Regions from separate parts of the Capsicum annuum genome. Here region 1 is linked to region 2. The links are chromatin contacts, called in public Hi-C maps. All regions are on one chromosome and are shown on one strand. Each heading gives the region's core, a stretch centred on a gene start, on an enhancer-like site or on the middle of the called end of the contact. The rest is flanking DNA. Distances are from core to core; before and after follow the strand shown. Region 1 holds the start of LOC107867825 (sucrose transport protein). Region 2 has its middle 69 kb from the start of LOC107867827.

Evidence for each region. A called contact is a pair of places that touch in the nucleus more often than the background predicts.
Region 1: a Hi-C map of leaf shows a contact between it and region 2, with 3 times the contacts expected there. The contact joins the promoter of LOC107867825 here to the enhancer-like site in region 2. A contact is called at or near these places in 3 of 5 Hi-C or Micro-C datasets (leaf and placenta).

What each region holds. Positions count from the first base shown.
Region 1 is chr4:92,417,827-92,423,921 of UCD10Xv1.1, reverse strand. LOC107867825 (sucrose transport protein) reads right to left here and starts at 1,553. Exons shown (of 5, transcript XM_016714267.2): 1 at 934-1,553; 2 at 1-13. The coding sequence starts at 1,410.
Region 2 is chr4:92,232,164-92,237,648 of UCD10Xv1.1, reverse strand. No RefSeq gene overlaps it. Among protein-coding and RNA genes, the nearest start is that of LOC107867827, 69 kb to the right of the region's middle. Within about 2 kb of position 3,343, at least 4 of the 5 cell types and tissues checked have an H3K27ac peak or open chromatin away from gene starts, as enhancers often do. A contact at or near this core is called in leaf, where this site is marked.

The DNA of each region.
Region 1 (6,095 bases), core at 304-2,803, 190 kb before region 2:
CTCTGCATGGGCCCTGCAAAAATAAAATTGAAAGAATAATTGTATTTAATTATGACGTATTAGTAATTAATATTACTAATAAAAATGTTTTTTTTACATTTATATCAGTGCATGTGACTATTTAATTAAATTGAATAATCAACAATCACACTCTTCTTTTTGATTTGGAGGTACAATAGGATTATTAAAATTTAGTGATATATAATTAGGTGGAAGTAGAAAAAAAATACAACTTGTGAACTTTTGTAATTAGTTACTCCAATAAGTATTTAAAAAAGACACTATTAAATGTATTATTTTGAGAATAAAGTTGATGATCTTTTAAAATTACTTAAAAGGTGTCAGTAGAAGGACACTGTGGGAATGCATGTCGGATGTAAATACTACAATTCACCCATGTAAATAATTTAAAGGGCTTGTTTCAATTTCCCTCTCCGTATTTAAATTAGTGTCAAGATGCATACATATTGTAACTGTCACCGATAATGTTTATCTGCAAATCTTGAGTATTTTTAGTAAATTCTTGGATCTAATATTTCTTGTTTGTGTATATTTACAGATTTCTACAATACAATAATTGTCTAGCTGGAATTTTGGATTGCATGTAGTCCCTATATGATTATGATTATCAAAATATAGCAAGTAGCTAGTAGAAAGAAAAAAAAAACATAGTACTCAACAATTTATTTATGTCTGCCGCGAACCTGTGACGTGCGCCTACTTCTTATTGCCTTTTTAGGTTCAACATGAAAGGTAAACTACAAAATTGCTTTTGTTTAATTTTAATTTAAGTGACAAAATTTAATTTTGAAAGTTAAATAATTTAATTTAATTTTAATTATAAATTAAATATAAAATCTTTAATTTTTTTTTAATAATATATATATAAGTTAGGATTTCAAAAGGCGGCATGTAGCTTAGAAAGAAATTTACCTGTAACATATTGTTGGCAACGTCGAGGATCCAAAAGCCAACAACAAAAACAGCAATAGCACGAGGCTTAGATCCTTTTTCAAGCGGGTCACCGGAGGCATGTCCAAGGTCAGCAGCAAAACCAATAAGAAAAACAGCAATAGTAACAAGTGCAGCACCGGCGGCAATAAACGGCCGGCGACGCCCAAAACGGGAGGAGCAATTGTCACTATAATAACCGACAACTGGTTGAACAATCATACCAGAAATAGGACCGCATAGCCAAATAAAAGAGGCATATTTATGTGGAATTCCAAGTAATTGAACATAAGGTGTAAGTAAAGAGAGTTGAAGAGCCCAACCAAATTGAACACCAGCAGCTATAGAAGCGACCATTATTATTTTCCATAATTTGGATTTTGGTAAAGGCTGTTCAACTTGTAGTGAAGAGGAAACATTTAGTTTTCCTAAGCCCTCTCTTTTCGTACCATTCTCCATTTTTAGCTAAATAAAATTACTTTGTAATTGTGTGCGTATAGGGAAAAGATTTTGGTTTGAATGTTGAAGGAAAGGGGGAGAGTGAGGGGTATTTATATTGTTTTTCGGAGGCAGTGGCAATGCATGGTGTTTGTTGGAATGGACAATCAAATCCATTTAGCAATTCGGATGTGAATATTTATTTATTTAATTTATGTTTAAATAATTTTTTTAAAAAATAGTAATAAACTAATTTATTTTTTTTTGCTAAATAAGAATTTACACAGATATAAATAAAAAAATATTTATTTTTAATCAAAAAATATTTTATTCATTTGTAATATGTTATAGGATTTGACTAGATACAAAATTTAAGAAACAAATGACAGTTTGGTGTACTTAAACTTCCTCTACATGCAAGGTTCGAAGAAGGGCAAACCATAAAAGTTTATTGTAGAGAATCTTATCTTGTATTTTTGCAGCTTGAACCCGTAATGATTTCTCGATCACATGATAATAAATTTACTAGTTACTTCAAAAAAGTTTTTATAAAATTTAAAAAATAAAGAAACGTAATTGAAATTTATGACCTAAAAAATTCTTCGACATTTTTTTTGTTACAAATTATTTTATTAAAAATAAAAATAATTTTTATTTAATTATAAAAGATGACGTAAATTAAAATAGAGAATAAAAATTTATACTAATATTTAGAATAAATTATTTTCTTTCAGCGTGACTGCCACTGTCAACTGTTGAAGGCCATAAAAGGCTTTAAAACCAGCCCCCACCGCGCCACCCCCTACCCTACCCGATCCTAATATTAAGAAAAAAGAAATAGAAATAATTAACTAAAGGAAATTATTGAAATAGAACGGTATATCTAGAAATTTTAGTTTGGGTAGTATAAGTAGAAAAAATTCTAAAAAACGTACCCCTCCGATCATTTAAGGTTTTTGTCCTTTTTCAACATTTAAAAAATGTTTATTTGTCAGAAAATCGAATACTCCCCCGTTTCTTTTTTATGTGTGGTATTTTTTTGGTCTGCCTCAAAAAAAAATATTTTTATTTTTTATTTAATAATTATTTAAAATATAATTATACTTTTATCTTCATTAATTTCAATTATAAAATTTTACTTAATTAAAAATAATATATTAAATTTATCAACTCTTTTTTATAACTGAAATTTTGTGTTCGATTAAAATATGTCATATAAAATAAAATGAAGAAAGTATATTGAATGCTAGAAAGGTGGAGGCATCAAATCTTTGGAATAAAAGTTTGGAAAATAATACCAACATGGATTGTGGTGCAGCGGATGGGGCTACTCCACCCTTAATCAGAGGTCGAGGGTTCGATCCTGAGCATGAACAAAACTCTATTGGGAGTGCTACCCCCAAAATGGGGCCCTACACTACAAAAAAATTGCATTTAGCAACAGACCGATAACGTTGCTAATCAACATATATTCGTCGCTAAAGCAATTTAGAGACGAATCAACAACGGAATATGTGTCGTTGCTGTATTGCGCGTTGCTAATCATTTAGCAATGGAAAAAATAAAATTCGTTGTCAATTTTGCAACGTCATAGAGACGACTTATATCCGTTGCCACTTTGTAGCAACGAAGATATTCGTTGTTATATTTATAGATGTCGTTACTAATTTCATGTTGTATTTCGTCATTTTGATTATTTCGTGATCAAATATTTCATTGCTAGTCCGTCACTAAAAATTTGATTATTTAGTCCCTAATTTTTTAAAATTCTTAAAATATCCAACATTCACATAAAAGAACCCACATATATAGATAATAAAATCTTCTTAAAATATCCAACCTTCATACAAAAGAACCCACATAAATAGATAGCAAAATCAAACATCCACAATACCAAACATAGCGCGCAACATCTAAACACATAATTATGTGCAAAACATCCATAGTACCAAACATCAACCAGCTATCCTTAAAACAATCCACATCATCCACAATACCAAAGATAGCAAAAGCTAAACACAATTCATGAGAAGCTGAAGATGAAGTCTTTCCATAAGAAACACAAATAATTTGTCCATAGTAGCCTTTTACTTCAGATCCAAGACTAAATACTCTTCGCTTCTTTTCTCCTCCGACAGCTTGATAATATGCTTCAATTTGATCAATATCAGATTCTGATAATATTTTTTCTCGTAATATTTCTTCAAATCTTTCCTGTAATAGAGGAAGTGAAATTATAACGAATTGTACTTAAAAATGATTAGATGCCAAAAACTATTTTAAACTAAAAAAATAAGAATTAAGTAAACTACTACATTAAGATTTAGTTTTACATGGACGATTCGAGAACGTTCATCAACGAAAGATTTTTCATCATGACCATGTGTGTATGCAATCACATGGGAGAGAACATTCAACATTTCAAGGGGGTGTAAAATTTCACATACAGATAATGATCCTTGTGTTAGTTAAACTTTCTTTACATAAGAAAAGTGTATTCAAGAAATAATATATTTAAATATTTATAGTTAATTACAGAAGTTTAGAAGTTGTAGTTCATGTTTTACTAGGACAGTTGAAATCAGATGAAATTATTGATACGTGAATGATCATATGCACTCCAAAATTGTAACAGCTGGCCACTACTGAAATAAGCAAGTTGTAGATGATTATTGTAAAGTGTGAAATTTCATCAGTAGGGTAGATAATACAGAGGATTCGTATGTGACATAATACAACGCCATATAAGACATGAATTTACCACGTAGGATGCCACACAGAATATATATGTCTACACAGAGGTGGAGCCAAGATTTTTGAGTTTTATATATACTTAATCTTTTCTTCATGCTTTGCCAATTGAAATTTCCTTAACGTGTTATATTTACACCAAAGATTAAAAACTTCATTGGCGTATCAAACAGGAAACGAACAACTAAACAGGACTATATCCTTCAAAGCTCTAACATATACGAGAAAATTGATACTAACATTTTGCAACTTTAACTAAAACGGCATGACTATTTTCTAATACATATACTATGGTCTCCTATATGTTCAATTCCTATTTGAAAGTATTGTCTGGTGGGGTAATCCAAATAAGTCGATAATTAAGTGGGACATTTCCAACCACACTAAGCATAATTACTGATTTTCTTAATGGGGATCAGTTAATACTAAAGTTTCATTAAGTGAAAATAAGTAAATATGGTGGTGGTCATATAAAAATTAAGATTCATTATTATTATTCTTTAACAGAAACTGAAGGATCCAAAAATATGTCTATAATAATATTTTAGAAACCAAAATGCTAGTTGATTCGTATTAAAGTCATATAAATTTGAAAAATCTGCTCACGATTTATCAAAGAGACATATATGATACAGAGGATTCGAATAGACAACCTCAACTAGTTCGAGATTAGAATTGAACAGAAATTAAGTGGTAATTTTGTTGATCAACACAATTTCAAAAAAAATGAAAAATATCACAGTGCAGGCAGCAAGATATAGACGTGTATGCACCCGGTAAATCCGGCTTAAGGTCTACTGTCAATTTCACTGCAGTGAGAGAATCATCCTCGCCTCTCGTAGCCAACACAGCTCTAGAGTCCCCAATATTAATTACCAATAACAAGATTCTTACTCTGCCAAAAAACAAAATAAAAGAGTTCATATTTAGAATAAAATGATAAAAAAAACTAGCTAGCTTCAACTTGTTGAATATTGCATTGCATTTGTAATTGATCTTCTTCCACAGATATACACATACAACATAGACGTCAGAAAATAAAGTATTTGTTCAACTTTCAAATGATTTTTCATGTAACTGTGTACTTATCCATGACAGGAAAGGGAAGTAGATAGCCATAATATAACTATCTATAAAGAGTATGCAATAGCCAAGCCTCTCATAACATCATTCGTCATTAAACTTCTTCCACCGATATACACTTGCAACATAAAAGTCAGAAATTAAAGCATTTGTCCAACTTACAAACAACATTTTCAATTTACTGAATTTGCTTATATGAGGTCATTCACATCCTTCATTTATTTGCAATGAAATAAAGCAAATATAATGCAGTGAAGTTTTATCACTATATAAAAAAAAGTGCTAAAAAATAACTTGACAGGGTCAGAGAAAGATTTTCTGTTTAACAGATTCAAACATGACTTTTTCAGGAGCAACTTAGAGAAGATAATGTCAAACACTTATAAAATTAGCAACTTGTAAATTGTAAAGGAGTATATGATCAACACTTGAGATATCCCACTGACCAATTCAGGAATTCTTGCAATCAACACATCCTTGGAGAAGTAGTTCTTATGTACTCTCAGCAAATATCAACACATGAACAACTTGATGGTAGTCTCCATCTCTGCGAACCACCCCTCTAGATTTAGAGAAGCAATTTTTTTCTGTAGTTTTTTCAAATCTAGACTTTTAATATCATTAATAATACTTAATTACTAGAAATAAGCTAAAATAAAGTCCGCAAACAACTTTTAAATTCAAAATAAAAAATCCAAGCAAATATGGAAATTTTCTTATACTACACTGAGACAACTAAGAGAGAAAATATGGTACATGCTATTGTCCACCGATTAACCATAAAGACATATAATGTTAACAGTAGTAAGGAAAACCTAAATGAAAGAGCTCAAACAATCTTAAACCTACCATTTACAAGTGACTTCCAACAT
Region 2 (5,485 bases), core at 2,094-4,593:
ATTTTAAGTTTTGATTTTTGACATTAAAGTTTTGCCTATGGATATCAAAAATTTAAGACCAATACCTATTTTTAATTAAGATCATTAGGTATAATTTTGTGATGGAAACCCCACCCAAGACTCAAGAAACTGATAGCCACAAAATTATGTCTCTTTTTTTTTAATTTTTAATTTAAAAAATTATTACTAACACTTAGTACTGACATTTTAAAATAATTCTAATTTGGCATTAATTGAGCATATTATTGTTATTATTATATATGAAAGAAGAAGAAAATGGGGTTTCAGAAAACTTTCCAGCATCAAATGAGTCAAATATCCACTTCAGCCTAATTCAATATAATCTTCCTACTGGCTCGTGTATTTTGAGAGGGGCTTGACCATCACACATAATACTTAATTATATAAATGAATTTGTGGAAGTTTTCTATGGAGTGCATATACAATAAAAAACTTTAGTTCCAGTCATCAAAGCAACTCAAATAATTGGTATTGGCTACTTAGTTAATTAGTGATGGAACCAAATCAAAATGGATAATTTACAATCATTAGAAAATTACTCCACCTAAAGAGTATGTACGACTCACTTGAGAGAATAGATTGACATGCTTTGAATGTAAGCATGAATAATCATTACTAATTGAACTTCAGGTTTACAATCCTTTGAGTCAAAAAGGCGAACTTGGAACCAAAATAAGTCAAGAAATTAAAAAATTGATCAAAATAGACCACCTATTTTAAAAATTACCAAAATAAGCTAAACGTAATAAATTATTACGTTTTTCACCTTTTTCTTAACGATCAACTAACGGAGTTGACTTTTTATAAAACGTAAAAATTTGTTACGTTTTACATATTTATTTGTAAAACGTAATAATTTTTACGTTTTATGAAAAGAATTTGTAATACGTAACAAATTCTTACATTTACACAATTTTCAAAATAAAGCGTGACAGTGTTTTGTCACATCAGAATTAAAAAACTTTTGTGCCAAAAACGTAACAATTACTTACGTATTTAATTTTTTGAAAATTTGACTCTTAAGTCATGACCCGTGCTCCTTCCAACCCCCAACCCCAACTTTCTTTTTCTCTATTCTCTTTACTCTTTCTTTGTTTATTGTTTTTTCACACACTTTTATCCAAATAATTTATTTTTTCTCTCGATAATAAATTTTTACGTTTTACATAAAAACTTTTAAAAAAAAAAAAGTAGCAATTAACTCATGAACTTAGCACTTTCTTTATATTTATTCTATATACAAAAATAACCGCTTTTATCCTTAAGGATCCGATTTCTCTCTAAAAATATTACACTTTTGAGTTTTCTTCTACTCCAAAACAGTGAAATATTAAATTTTCGTCAATCAAATATGATATTATCTAAAAGAATTATATTTTTTTTTCTGTTAAAAATATGAAATAATTTTTCCGTTTAGTGTTTCATTGTAGTTTTCGATTAGTGTTTCGATTAAGATATGAAGGAGACTCACATGCATAAATACGTTTCTTATTAGAATTAATGGAGTAAAAAATTTAATTTAATTTAGGGGTGTACAAAAATCGTACCCATAAAAATGTTATTAATTTATCATTAATAACGATAAATCAATAATTTAAAAAAATAACGATAAATCAGTAACATTTTTATCGGTATGATTTTTGTACACCCCTAAATTAAATTTAATTTTTTACTTCATTAATTCTAATAAGAAATATATTTGTGCATGTGAGTCTCCTCCATACCTTAATCGAAACACTAATCGAAAACTCAACGAAACACTAAACGGAAAAATTAATTCATATTTTTAATACACAGAAAAATATAATTCTTTTAGATAATATCATATTTGATCGATAAAAATTCAACATTTTATTATTTTGGAGTAGAGAAAAACTTAAAAGTATAATTTTTTTTAGAGAGAAATCGAATACTTAAGGATAGAAGCGGTTATTTTTTGATATAGAATAAATATAAAGAAAGTGTTAAGTTCATGAGATAATTGATACTTCTCTTTTTTATCATTTTTAAGTTTTTATGTAAAACGTAAAAATTTATTACAGAGAAAAAAAATAAATTATTTGGATAAAAGTGTGTGAAAAAACAATAAACAAAGAAAGAGGAAATAGAATAGAGAAAAAGAAAGTTGGGGTTGGGGGTTGGGAGGGGCACGGTTCATGACTTAAAAGTCAAATTTTCAAAAAGTTAAATACGTAAGTAATTGTTAAGTTTTTGGCACAAAAGTTTTTTAATCTTGATGTAACAAAACACTGTCATCTTTATTTTGAAAATTGTGTAAAACATAAGAATTTTTTATGTATTATAAATTTTTTTCATAAAACGTAAAAAATTATTACGTTTTACAAATAAATATATAAAACGTAACAAATTCTTACGTTTTATAAAAAGTCAACTCCATTAGTTGATCATTAAGAAAAAAGTGAAAAACGTAATAATTTATTACGTTTAGCCTATTTTGGTATCTTTTTAAATAGGTGGCCTATTTTGATCACTTTTTTAATTTCTTGGCTTATTTTGATTTCGAGTTTCAAAAAGGCCATCATAAATCAAAAGTTAGTGGAAAATCAGTAGTTTCATCATTTAGATGATATAGAGATGATGTAAGGATTTTTACCAATAGTACGTAAACAGAACTCACAATCAAAATAAACCAAGTTATAAATAAAATAATTAAAATAGGCCACCTATTTAATAATTTATCAAAGTAGGCTAAACGTAATAAATAATAATTTATTACATTTTATAAAAAAAATGATAAACTATTACAACTTACACAAAAATAAAAAAATAAATTAGTGTTTTATCACATCACGCTTTAATATCTAAATTCATAAATCATAAATAAAAATTACGATGTACGCTTTTCATTAAATGTCTTCCATCCTTTATGTCAGAGTATGGACAAACACTCTGTTGGGAGCTCTCCCTTCAAATGAGGCCCAACGTGGGACGAATTCAAATATAGTCGGACTTCTAAAAAGTGGATATCGAACATAGGATGATTTAAACAAAAAAAAATACCCAGATCTGCACAGCCCCGGCCCCCTCCCCCGCCCCCCAACAATCAATATATTGAACCCAAAAAATCACATTAAAATAATTTTAAAAATCATTAGCCGCCTGATAAAGAATTGACGGTGATCCTCATTTCTCTCACAAAAAAACTCAGCAGCACCCGTAGGGGTATGAAGGGTGGGGGGTTAAAGAACTACTTTTTTCTGGTAGAAGAAAAAGGGCTTCTTTGGTTTGGTTCTTCTTTAGAAATCCGTTTGAATAACTTCTCCTTTTCAAGAAATGTGAATTTTAGAAAATGCCATTTGTGACTTGTAGTTTATTGGGTGGGGGAAAAAGATTTAATCTTTTTTTCTCTATTTGATTAATTGGGTCAAATTGGGGGTTGTTAGTTTTTAATTCTTGATTTAATTTTGTTTAAGGAGCAAAAATGGAAATGGAGTTTTTGATACACCCTAAATTGAAATTATCTCTATATTAGGTTTATTCATGGCTTTCTCTTCTTTTTTTACAAGAGCTCCACAGGGGGACCAGATCTGGATGGAAGACATTTAATGAAAAGTGTACATCGTAATTTTTATTTACGATTTATGAATTTAGACATTAAAGTATAATGTGAAAAAACACTGATTTATTTTTTTCAATTTTTGTGTAAGTTATAATAATTTATTATGTTTTATGTTTTTTTTTTTTATAAAACGTAATAAATTATTATGTTTTACAAAAAAATTATAAAAGGTAATAATTTATTACGTTTTACAAAAGTCAATTTCGTTAGTTGGCCGTTAAGAAAAAAGTGAAAAACGTAATTATTTATTACGTTTAGCCTACTTTGGTAACTTATTAAATAGGTAGCCTATTTTGGTCACTTTATTTATAACTTGGCTTATTTTGATTCCGAATTCACGTAAATACCTTTCATTATATTTTTGGGTTATTTGTATCTTGTCTAACTTTGGATACGTATATACCCCGAACTATTGAAAATTGTACGTATATACCCATCCTTTACCTTTAGATGATGCACACAAGTGTCCTCATCCTAAAGAAATTAACTCCTTTTCCTTAGCAATTTATCTCTTGATCTGCCGGCGAAATATTCAATGACTAGAGCTGGAAACGAGTTTCGCCCACGTGTCCTCATCCTAAAGAAAAGTTTTGTGACCGCATTGATTTTGGTTCACTGAGAAATAGGCGTGGGCAAAACTTGCTTCCAACTCCAGCCACATAATATTTCGTCGGCAAGCTAGGAGAGAAATTGCTAAGGAAAAATGGGTTAATTCCTTTAGGATGACGAGACGTGGTGCCTACAGGGTATATATGTATCCAAAGTTAGACCTTTGCAGCTTGTGGTCGACACTTCTTCAAATTCTTCATATAGCAGATTGCCTTTGTTTTATATAATTAGTGTATTTATATGTCGAGTATATATAAATGACAATTACAAATAGTTACAATTAGGCGAGTGAAATTCTTTTAATTATCTCCTTAAAAATGTTTAGATCCCTTGGCTATAAAGAAAGTTGTATAAAAATTTTGATGAAGTGCACACTTTTTATTGCATTATATACCTTGGTTATGGGTTATCCACTAAAGAAAGTATTGGCTTTCACTATTCTGATAAGTGATAAAAGTGCAATTCAAGTGGTGCTTTAGACTGTGAATTGTAATATACACTCAACAAAAAAGACCAGTTATTTATAAGTTGAAAAGGTCGGGCAAGTAGTTATTAGTGAAAGAATATTGAAAAGTAATCAATTCAGTGGATTAACTGTTGACTAATTACATTTTAAAGGTGTGAGATTCGATATTACTAAACCCTTCTCTTTTCTTCTATTCTGGATACCTCGACACTCTAAAAAGATCTTCTTCTTCTTCTTTTTTTTTTTTTTTTTTCAAAAAGATGATTATAAGATAATTTTATAAAGAAATAGAATAAAATTCTTTTTTTTGCTTCTTAAGAAACTTCTCTAAAAATTCTTAAGACTCCAATGATTCATGAGCTTATCTTTGGAGTCTTAGAATCATTCTTGAGCTTATCGTAGTAATCTTAGATTGTTATTTCATGGAAAATTTTGTTTATTTTGAGAGCTATATCGGTTGAAAGAGTTCTTCTTTAAAAATAAAAATAAGAGAATAAAGTTAAAATTTGAGTGAAGAATGACGACATATTCTAACAAGTTAATAATTGTTAAATTTTAAAGATGCACAACTCTTAATAAAAATCAATGTATTTTAAACCTGTGAAAAATTGAAATTTAAGAAAGGAAAAAGTATTTGAGAAAACATACGCCTGCATAATGAAAGTTTTAAAAAGAAATTATAATATATAGCTAGAGTTTGAATTTTATATTTTTCGCTTTATGTTGTTTATTTGGAGTTGTATTAATTTGTTTTATACCACTGTATCAATACATTCTGTATTTGTTGACTCTGATACAAATACAATTGA